Linked DNA regions of Zea mays: region 1 is linked to region 2. A link is a contact called in public Hi-C data. All regions are on one chromosome and are shown on one strand. Each heading gives the region's core, a stretch centred on a gene start, on an enhancer-like site or on the middle of the called end of the contact. The rest is flanking DNA. Distances are from core to core; before and after follow the strand shown. Region 1 holds the start of LOC100502415. Region 2 holds the start of LOC103632809 (auxin-responsive protein SAUR41).

Region 1 (5,718 bases), core at 3,017-5,516, 300 kb after region 2:
ATTATACTCCTCTCGACTTAGAGAGGTGAGGAGTATAGTAGTGGCTTGGGAGTTGAAGTGGTGGATTTGGGCCACTTCGTCCGAATCATAATCTTCATCCCCTACGGATGGTACCTGTACACCAAACTCAACAACATTCCAAATGCTTGTGTGGAGTGAGGTTAGATGATGCCTCATTTTGTCAATCCACATGTTATAATCTTCACCGTCAAAAACCGGTGGTTTGCCTAATGGAACAGAGAGTAAAGGAGTACGCTTTGAAATACGAGGGTAGCGTAGGGGAATCTTACTATACTTCTTGCGCTCATGGCGCTTAGAAGTTATGGACGGCGCATCGGAGCCAGAGGTGGATGGCGATAAAGAATCGGTCTCGTAGTAGACCACCTTCCTCATTTTCTTTTTCTTGTCGCCACTCCGATGCGACTTGTGGGAAGAGGATTCCTTCTCCTTCCCTTTGTTGCAGGACTCTCCCGATGGAGCCTTCCCATAGCTTGTAGCGGGCTTGTCGCCGGTCACCATCTCCTTCTTGGCGTGATCTCCCGACATCACTTCGAGCGGTTAGGCTCTAATGAAGCACCGGGCTTTGATATCAATTGAAAGTCGCCTAGAGGGGGTGAATAGGGCGAAACTGAAATTTACAAAGTTAATCACAACTACAAGCCGGGTTAGCGTTAGAAGTATAAGCGAGTCCGAGAGGAGGGTGAAAAACAAATCGCAAGCAAATAAAGAGTGAGGCACAAGGATTTGTTTTACCGAGGTTCGGTTCTTGTAAACCTACTCCCCGTTGAGGTGGTCACAAAGACCGGGTATCTTTCAACCCTTTCCCTCTCTCAAACGGTCACTTAGACCGAGTGAGCTTCTCTTCTCAATCACACGGGACACTAAGTCCCCGCAAGGACCACCACACAATTGGTGTCTCTTGCCTCGGTTACAATTGAGTTTGTCACAAGAAAGAATGAGAAAGAAAAGAAGCAATCCAAGCGCAAGAGCTCAAATGAACACAAGTCACTCTCTCACTAGTCACTATTGATCGGAATTGAACTAGAGACTTGGGAGAGGATTTGATCTCTTTGGTTGTGTCTAGAATTGAATGCTATAGCTCTTGTAAGGTGTAGAAGTTGAAAAACTTGGATGCAATTGAATGTGGGGTGGTTGGGGTATTTATAGCCCCAACCACCAAAATGTGGTCGTTGGAAGTCTGCTGTCGCATGGCGCACCGGACACTGTCCGGTGTGCCAACCACGTCAGCCAGCCGTTGGGGTTCGACCGTTGGAGCTCTGACTTGTGGGGCCTCTGGGCTGTCTGGTGGTGCACCGGACATCTCCTGTAGACTGTCCGGTGCGCCAACTGCGCGTGCTCTGACCTCTGCGCGTGCAGGCGCGCATTAAATGCGTTGCAGTCGATCGTTGCGCTTGAAGTAGCCGTTGCTCCGCTGGCACACCGGACAGTCCGGTGTGCCACCGGACACTGTCCGGTGCATACACCGAACGGTCCGATGAATTATAGCGGAGCGGCCTCCATTTTCCCGAAGGTAGCGAGTTCAGCGTCGAGTACCCTGGCACACCGGACACTGTCCGGTGGCACACCGGACAGTCCGGTGCGCCAGACCAGGGTGCCTTTGGGATTTCTTTAGCTCTTCTTATTTGAACCCATCTTTGGTCTTTTTATTGGTTTGTTGTGAACCTTTGGCACCTGTAAAACTTATAGACTAGAGCAAACTGGTTAGTCCAATTATTTGTGTTGGGCAATTCAACCACCAAAATCAATTAGGAAAGGTGTAAGCCTATTTCCCTTTCACTTGGAGTCATATCGGGCCCATGCCCAAGTCGTGTCACAGTGTTAGAGATGTCATTTCTTAGGTGGTTGCCATACCTACTCCAGGGCATGTATGATATATCTCAACACTAGGCACTAGGGGCCATGCCACCTAGTACGATGTACTTGGTAGCCAGTGTAGCCTTTTGCACTTGATAATACTTCATAGTATACTTCATGAGTGCATGTGTGGCTACATGATTGATGCACATACCACATAGTGATCTTAAGCACCCTATAGCTAAGTCATGGTAACAACACACTTGCCAATCATATAATGACACGCATCACACATTTAATATGTTGTACCTAAGATTTATTTGTTAAGCTAATGCTATGGACATGTCTTTAGGTATTAAGATGTGGGGTCCCTTCGTGAGGTCATACTACCCCTAGTGGAACCAATAACATCCTATTATCTTATGATTGGGTTATAGTTAGGCACAATGAGTCCCTTGTTCCCATGGGGCTTTAGACCTTGAAGGGTTTGGGGCTTGGTCGCTTTAGTGATTTGCTCCAAAAGACGAATCTACATGCTCACGAGAAATCTACATAAACTATTTGGTAGGGATGATCCTCAAAGGTCCTTACACGTATCCGTCCAACCAAAATAAACCCAAACTATTGGAACACTAAATCCATCAAAAGGGTGAAGACAGTGAATTAGAAAGAGAAAAAAATCCAAACACAAGTAAGAACTCAAATTAAAAATTTCAAAGAAATGATTAATTTATTTTTGAAGATCAACCAAGTCTGATTCTTACATGGGAAAGATAACACAATAGAGTACTCACTCCATATTGCAGATCTCAATAGCTAAAACCGGATGAAAGATTAAAACTCATACAACTAGGACCTAGGCTAGGAATGACTCGAGATATAAAATTGAAGAGATGGCTAGTTGGACAACCTCATGTCTTATTTTTAGAGCTATTACACATCCCAACGTGCATCCAGTGGTCATGGGCTCTTCACGACTTTGCTTTGCCTTGACGCAAGGTTCACGATGATGCCATATACCTCCTCATGTTTCCACCAAAATTTTAATCAGGTTTTGAGACCAAAAACCAAGAAATTGTTTGCTCGATGATTTTGAGGCCCAAACCACTATACGCCTCATGAGTAGCATACATGATACACTCAGTTCATGATCTCGACACGTGTCACCGACAGCCCATGATTGCCTAATCACCAAGTCATATAATGTATTTGCTTGACTTGGTTAACATGATATGTTCCTCCATCTACCTTTTGCACTTGTTGATTCACTAGGTGTCAACCATCACGCTCATTGCTTCGGTTTCTCCAATTCCTCAATTGAAGTCTGAGCGTCCGTCCTCCACCACTCTAGTCCATCAGCATGAACTCACTTAACCTCATCTATGTGCTTCACACCTACACATCACGAGTCAAGAGTTGTATTGTACAACATTATACTCACTACATGAGGTTAGTCAACACTAAACTAAAACCAATCATCGATAATCAGTTATTGTACTTAAATACCATGGGTAAATATCAACTACATATTTATATTTTTATATTCAGTTATTAGTTATATACAATGTAGCTCGTTCAGCAAAGCACAATATTGCTACATGGCACCACACAAAGGTATTAACATTAGATACCTTTGTGTTATATCACTTTTTTGTTACTATTATGCTCAGCAAAGTTTTTTTTATAGTTCCATGCAATACCATGGTATTTAACAAGACTTTGATATTTTATACAGAAAGATGTTTGGTAAATGTTTTAAAAACTATATATTAAAAACCACATTATTATGAATACTATAGTAAAACCATAGTATTGAAAAATTTGGTCTAGACCAATGTCTTTCCTTGTTGCGTGTGAAACTATGGTATTGCAAAATTATGGTATTGAAATATTTTGTTTATGATATAGCATTAAAAAAATTAGTATTGTAAAACTGTGGTATTAAAAAACTTTGCTTCTAAACAGATGCTACATGATATCAGTTTATTTAATGACTATAAAACTATTACGAAACTTTGTAACCTTATTGAGGCTGACCTTAGCAAATCTGTATCTACTCGCACCATAATCCGCCAATCCGAAACGACCCTTCCTTTGCGTGTTTGAAGCTCACCACTCACACCATAAACAGTGGACCATGCTGGATTTTGGTCTGATTTTGCCAACAAGGAACGCGCCGCGCCGCACTGACCACCGCATCTCGCTCGTTTGGAAGCGTCTGTCTGAGGTTCTCCAAATCCACATCAGACCAGCCCACCGACCGCGTCTCCCACGTCCGAACCGAGCACCGCATCGCAAACTCGTGGCGCATGGAGCTTCGTTTTGGGGTGTGCCGCACCCACCCACCCACCCAGCCCAGCCCAGTCACAGCCTTGCCTCCAAAAAGCGCTGCTCGCTTCGGCACTCGTTGATAAAGCGGCTAGCCGAGCGCCGTGGCAGAACCGCGGAACGCAATAGCCAATAGGTAGCGGAGCACCGCACCGCGAAGCAAACGAGAGGGGAAAAAAAAGCACGAGGAGGCCGCGCCCGCGAAGGAATCACTTGCCCGGGCGTGGGCCGCCCACCGGCCACCGCCCAGCCGCTGCCGCAGTGCCGCCCGCCTGCCTGCCTGCCTGGTGCGGTGGTGCCTGCCCACGGGAACGGGATAGCTGGCTGACGGACGCATTGCGGAGCGGACTGGGAGACTACGGGTAAGATAATAAAAGGGCCAGGCGTGGCGGGGCGCAACCACCGCTGTGCCTCGGAGAGGAGGACAGCTCTCGCGCCGCGGCTGCCGCCATGTGGACGCCGTCGCGCGGGAGCAACGCCCGGCGCAGCGGCCACCGCCGCATCGCGGACTACCTGGCGGACGACCAGACCACCACCACAGCCACCGACGCCTCCGACAACGAGTCCTACACTACCGCCTATGGGGAGGAGTTCTTCGCCGCCGCCGCCGCCGGGAGCGGCGGCGCCGGCGGCATGCTGCCGGCATTCCTGGCGGACCAGGGGGACCTGGTGGAGGTCATGCTGGAGCTGGACGAGGAGTCCATGGTGGTGCGCAGCGTCACGCCCACCAGCGCGGCGCTCTACGGCGCCGCCTCCCTCCCGGCGCCGCCGTCCGCGGGGGTCCTCGGGGTGTCGCCGTCGCCGCGCCGCGCGCCTTCGGAGGGCGGCGGCCGCCTGAGCCGGTGCTCGTCGACGTCGTCGCGGATACGGAAGAAGTTCGCGTGGCTCCGGTCGCCGTCGCCCTCCCCGTCCCCGTACCGCCCCACGCCCGCCGAGCTTCAGCGGGAGGCCGCCATGGCGGCGCGCGAGCGGCGGCGGGAGCAGGCGCAGCTCAACCGGTCCCGCGCCGGCGCCAGGCGCGCGCTCAAGGGCCTCCGCTTCATCAGCCGCACCACGGGCTCCGTCGAGGCCGCCGAGCTCTGGCGCCGCGTCGAGGAGCGCTTCAACGACCTCGCCCGCGAAGGGCTGCTCTCCCGCGACGACTTCGGCGAATGCATCGGTACGGCCACACTCGACGCCGCTGCTGCTTCTTGCCTGCAGTTCACATTGTTATCCTCCGCACACGCGAGGAAACAGCTCGATCCTACTGTAATTGCGACGTCCTTATCCGCGATCTTATGGCGCTCCACGCCCAAACTGCAGGAATGGTGGACTCCAAGGAGTTCGCGGTGGGCATCTTCGACGCGCTGGCGCGGCGGCGGCGGCAGAACCTGGAGCGGATCACCAAGGAGGAGCTCTACGACTTCTGGCTCCAGATCTCCGATCAGAGCTTCGACGCGCGGCTCCAGATCTTCTTCGACATGTACTGAGCTAAATTTCACGCGCCCCCATTTCTCTTCCTTTCCCCGGGTCCCAAGTAAAGTAACGTCACAAATCGATCCGTCCCAATTCCCGGTGCGTGCGCACCTGCACTAC
Region 2 (5,413 bases), core at 475-2,974:
TAAGGTCCATTGACCACTGTGATATCGTAAAGGCGGCAAGTGATCAATCTCTGCAGCCGACCGTTCAACGGGGTCGGGGTCAGCCGCCAAAGGGCGGCCGTCTGACATACTCGGATCGAGGACTGGAAGTCTATACTCTATAGATTGATTGGGAGTTTTATTTTTTTTTGGCCTGCAACCTTAGACGGTGGAGTCGTCAACGGATGCTGGTTTCCGAAGCTAACATAAATTTCCACATAATTGGTTATTCGCACCATTTCATCATGAATTAGCGTGTGCGTTGACTTTGACTGAGAGTTTGTTTGGTTGCCTGTACGCGAGGAATTATGACTGCATGAGTGGATGCAAAATAAGTCATTCTGATGTCATTTACCTACATCTGCACATACGCCAGAAATAGTCGTACCTCACCGACCAGGCTCACGTGAGACTGTATGTGTAGACGCAGTAAACCAATGAGACCCAAACTGAATGCGATCCCGTACAAGTGTTAAACTAACAGCTGGTTGCAGGGAACATGCGCAATTGTTTAGGGTTTTCGGATCTTCAGGATCGGTGGCGTCGCTCAGAGGTATGTATGTGTGTGACTGACTGACTGACAGATCAATCAATTCGAATTCACAATCGTCCAAATACCTTTTTGAGTTGCTAGACTGACAGATCAATTTGAATTCTTGACCTTACAACAAAAACGTATTTGTTGGATTCCAGCCACATCGCACAAAGGAATAATCCCTCCTCTCCAAAAAAAAAACAATACGATAAAAAAATTATAAATAGCGTGCAACACAACACCACACCACAACACCTAGTCTAGGATTTACGCACGACGCACCGCTGGTTCTTGCTCCAGCACGGTCGTCGTCGGGTGGTTCGCCGCCTCTGCGAGAATTCAAGGAACTCTGAATTAATTAACCACGTGTGACTGAATCTGAATGAGCCACTCACCACTTCCATGCCAGCCATCCCGATCACCAGACAGCTGAATTACCCACGCGTGTGCACGCACCGTCGCCGCCGCCGCCGCCGGAGAGGCCCTGGTCGTGGCGCTCGACGCACTGGAGGATGTACTTGAAGGCCTCGGTCTCGCAGGGGATGGCGAGCGCGCCTTGGTGCCGGAACCCGAACTCCTCCTCGGCCTTCTCCAGCAGCAGCCGGAACACGGGGTGCGCCAGGTAGCTGGTGGGGATCACGAACCGCCGCTGCTCGGGCCCCACGTACACGGGGCAGTAGCCCCGCGGGACGTCCGGCGGCGGCTCCGGGCTGTGGCAGCTCTCGTCGTCCGACACCGAGTCCGCCGTCTCCGTGCGCCGCAGCCGCCGCAGCACGAACGGCGGGATCGCCGGCGCCACCGCCCCCTCCGGCACGCCGGCATGGCCACGGCCCTCCTCCTCCCGCTGCTGCTGCTGCTTCGCACCCAGCGCCGTGAAATGCCACCTGTGCAGCAGCTCTCGCAGCCGCACGATCTGCTTCACGCCCGACGCCGCCTTCGCGCCGTCGTCGTCGCCCATGACGCTTGCGCGCGCACGGACAGTCGCCGTACACCTTCGCAGTGATGGTTTCTTGGATCTCTGAACAGCTTGATGAGAGCTTCCTTCGAGACGAAACAAGGGAAAGGGATGGAGAGAAGTCTGGCATGCAGGACCTGGGTAATCACGTCGTACTCGTTCGTTGTACTCCATCGATCAGCGGGTAACATGGCTAAAATAAACAAAAAGAAAAAAAGATTCCTTCGCCGCGGATTGTTTATAAAATGGCTGATTAGCTAATCGCCGGCGTGTGGCTCAAGAATGCCACCGTTTCTCTGTTTTTTTTTAAAAAAAACTTTAGATGTTTAGTTCTCTGAACTTTTTATATATTTAATTAATTTTCTGAACGGAAACAGCAAAAGCTGGATGCCTGGATGGATGTGCTGGAAATATCTCGAAGTTTTCCGCGGTTTCATACACCGTGCAGTAAGCACAAGAACGTGGTTGCATGCCTGCATAATTGTGTTGGATCGCTGCTAGTAATTAGTAGGCTATCTTCGTTATTTTCTTCCTATACCACTCCCTATTTTAAATTCTACGGTATGTTTTCCAAACATTATTTTGTACACCTATATACACGCTTCACTGAAGATAGCTTTAGAACAATGGAGCACCCAAACCAGGACGTCTACTTTTGATTTATTTGGTTGCTCCTCGGCGCTCTGGAGGGAGCCCGAGCAGAGGCCGTGACTCAAGGCCACGCCGCCACGGGGACCGAAAGAGCAACCACCATCAGGAAGGCTGGTTCCACGCTCCAAGGCCTGACAATGTGGTTATCTGAATCCTAAGGACATGATTATCTGAACGAGAGTGGAAAGTAGATAGGAGACTATAGTTATTTTTCATTAGTGTAACACGCATTCGTGTATGTGTGGGCTGGCCTATGACAGGTTACCTCAAACGATCGTTCCTCGTTATCATCGATAGGTGCTCGTCTCTTGTCGCAACAGTGGCTCGCCGGAGGCCATGAGGTGTTACACCTGGTATCAAAGCTCTCTTGTCCTCGACAAGGGAGTGGGTGACTCGGGAGCGAGAAGACTCATTAGATTATGCGGTCAACCGCTAGAGTTGAAGAAGGGACTGAGCATGGTGTAGAGAGCGAACACGACAACACTGACCACAACCTTCGGTATAGTCTCGATTGGTGTTGGAGGTGATGGTCGTGGAGTCAAGACAGAGCGAAGCTTGGTGAGAGAAGATGTTGGCCCTGGAACGACCGACAGGGAGGATGGAAGAGGTACAACAACAGTTGTTGGGGCAGATGAGGCTCATAGACGAGGTGGCAAAACAGGAGAACGAAGAGAGGCCTATTCTGGCTTGAAAGGTGCAGGAGAATGGTAAGGCGCTAGCACGTTTGAGGTTGGAGTCGATGGCGAAGGATCTGGAAGACCATACCGAGGATTCACAGCTAGATAGTTCTAGTAAGAGATGGGGAATAAAACAACCTTGGCATGCTAGGGAAAGAGTTCAGAACTTGTCGGTGGATGGACATAGGGATGTCCTTGAGAGTGTCTATGAGAATCTACAACAACATTTGTCGAAGTCATCCTTCCGAAGTTTGATGGAACTAACCCAACAATTTGGTTGGCGGAGTGAGAGGACTATTTTGGATTGTTCCAGGTTCCTGAAGCCATGAAGGTTACCAGGGCCTCAATGCATATGGAGGGCAATACTACCTATTGGTTGCAGGTAGTTAAGTTGAAGGGAGCATTGGGGAATTGTAGGAATTTATCATGAATGTTGTTGAATAAATTCAAAGCTGATGAATATCCTCAAGCAATGAGGAGGCTATTGCATCTGAGACGGAGAGGAGGTGTGGAAGAATATGTTCAGGATTTTGAAGAGGCTAGATATATATGCTACAACAATGCATAATCTAGACTTGGATGATGTATTCTTTGTTACCCAATTCATTTCTAGGTTGAAAATTGACTTGGATGAGGTGTTTTTTGTTCTTTATGTGCCCTGATATCGTTACATAACGATAGTAATATATTAAAATTTGATTAAATTAAGCATGCCATATCAACATGCATCACTAATATGTATATATGTGGATATATTATAATACACAATGACAATCATATAACAAAATTATGTTGAGGTTAGCACTTCTACCCCTCTAGGGTCTCACTTTAAACTCTATCACTTATCTTAAGTAACATGGTGCAAGTTTTAAATGATTGGGCATGCTATTTTAGTATTTAAGAAGACACTCTATGGTCTAAAATTTTACTTTATTTTTTAAAAAATAGAGTTAATGCAACTTGAGAACCAAAAAATGTATACATGTCAATGAAAATAAAATATGAAAAATCAGTAAATTAGATTCACAACTTGTATATAAGATATGAGACACAACAAAGGACCCATAGTAATAACAAGATTTCAAATTAGCTGTGTATTTAGAATATACTTATATGCATGCAAAGTAAAAAATATATGAATATAGATGAAAAATATATAAATCATTCTCTTGCAAAAAATAATTAATAAATTTATAGTAATTAGATATTGACTAAGAAGTATCTATTATGTCTAATTTGTAGAAAACAAACAGAAATAAAAACATACAATTTAGTATAAACAATTCTTTATAAGTAGATGTATCTTTTAAACAATAAATCTCTTAAAATTCTAAAACATCAATATCGAAATCTGGCTCTTTGCTAAGTGTCAAACAAAAAATGCTCAGGAAAAAACACTCAATAAAGAAGCGCTTTGCCAAGTGGTTTTTCGACACTCGGCAAAAAGCTTCTTGCCGAGTGTTAGGCCGTGTGCAGCAGTTCAACCATATGTCACCCAAAACATTGTTTTACGCTGTTGACTGCACTTTTCGCTGTGTGGAGTTTGAATATGAGTATGTCTATGGGTATGAATAAGATGCTGGAGATAGCCTTAGACAAAGAGCTTCTATGCAGAATGTTTTTTCGACACTAGGGAAAACAATTTTCATATCACATTTTGAAGTAGTACAATTTTGTTTTGATTATTTCTTCATATAACAAAATAACAAAACTTATGTATCTCTTTTGTAGTTTATGAATCTAGAAGAGATATGTATTACATTTATGAACAATGTTAGAACCACCATGTTGGCTGAACAAATGATCAAACAACCACAATAAAACTTCGTAGATCTTGAGAAGTTATATAATTTTATAGTTGGCAATTTTTTAATTTGAAGTTATCTTGTCAACAACAACTATGTTTGAATTAAAAATTCAAATTCAAGATTTCTAAACTACCTTGGATGGAAGACCAACCAAAATGATAGTTGTAGGTCTTGAAAAGTTACAAAACTTTATAGTCGACAACGTTTTTATTTGAATCATCTTGTCATGTAAAATTATGTTTGAATTTCAAATTTTGAATTTTTCAAGCAACATCGGATGGGAAACCACCAAAATGGAAGTTATAGTTGTCAAAAAGTTATTTAACTTTGTAGTTCACTACCTTTTGATTTGAAATCATATTATCATAGAAAAATATGTTTGAAGTTTTCAAATTTGAAAATCAAAATTGTAAATGACCTCGGATGAAGAAACTACCAAAATGAAAGTTATAGATCTCAAAACGTTATGCAACTTTGTAGTTTACGACTTTTGCATTTGAATTCATTTAGTGTCTGAAACAATCAATTTATACTTGGTTTGTTATAATATGTGGGAGAGAAAAACGTAATGCAGACGCAATTAATATATGGGTGAAGTGGTAGAGGAAGTTACGCGCAAGAGGAGATCAGCAATTTGAATCCCACCAGCCGCAAGCACGGTAAAAAGGGGAGAAAGATAGCAGTTATGAAGTTATAGGATTTGTTTTTTGGTTTTCTGAGTTTGGGGACTCAAGTGACGTACACAACATGCCAAGTTCGAGCACTGCTA

Evidence for each region. Hi-C and Micro-C count contacts between places; a contact is called where the count stands out from the background.
Region 1: a Hi-C map of ear shows a contact between it and region 2, with 1.6 times the contacts expected there. The contact joins the promoter of LOC100502415 here to the promoter of LOC103632809 in region 2. A contact is called at or near these places in 5 of 25 Hi-C or Micro-C datasets (bundle sheath, ear, leaf and 1 more).

The regions. Positions count from the first base shown.
Region 1 is chr7:126,367,716-126,373,433 of Zm-B73-REFERENCE-NAM-5.0, forward strand. It overlaps LOC100502415, which reads left to right and starts at 4,267. Exons shown (of 14, transcript NM_001365550.1): 1 at 4,267-5,302; 2 at 5,446-5,605. The coding sequence starts at 4,594.
Region 2 is chr7:126,073,200-126,078,612 of Zm-B73-REFERENCE-NAM-5.0, forward strand. It overlaps LOC103632809 (auxin-responsive protein SAUR41), which reads right to left and starts at 1,725. Exons shown (of 2, transcript XM_008654541.4): 1 at 1,010-1,725; 2 at 597-882. The coding sequence starts at 1,682. The coding sequence ends at 821.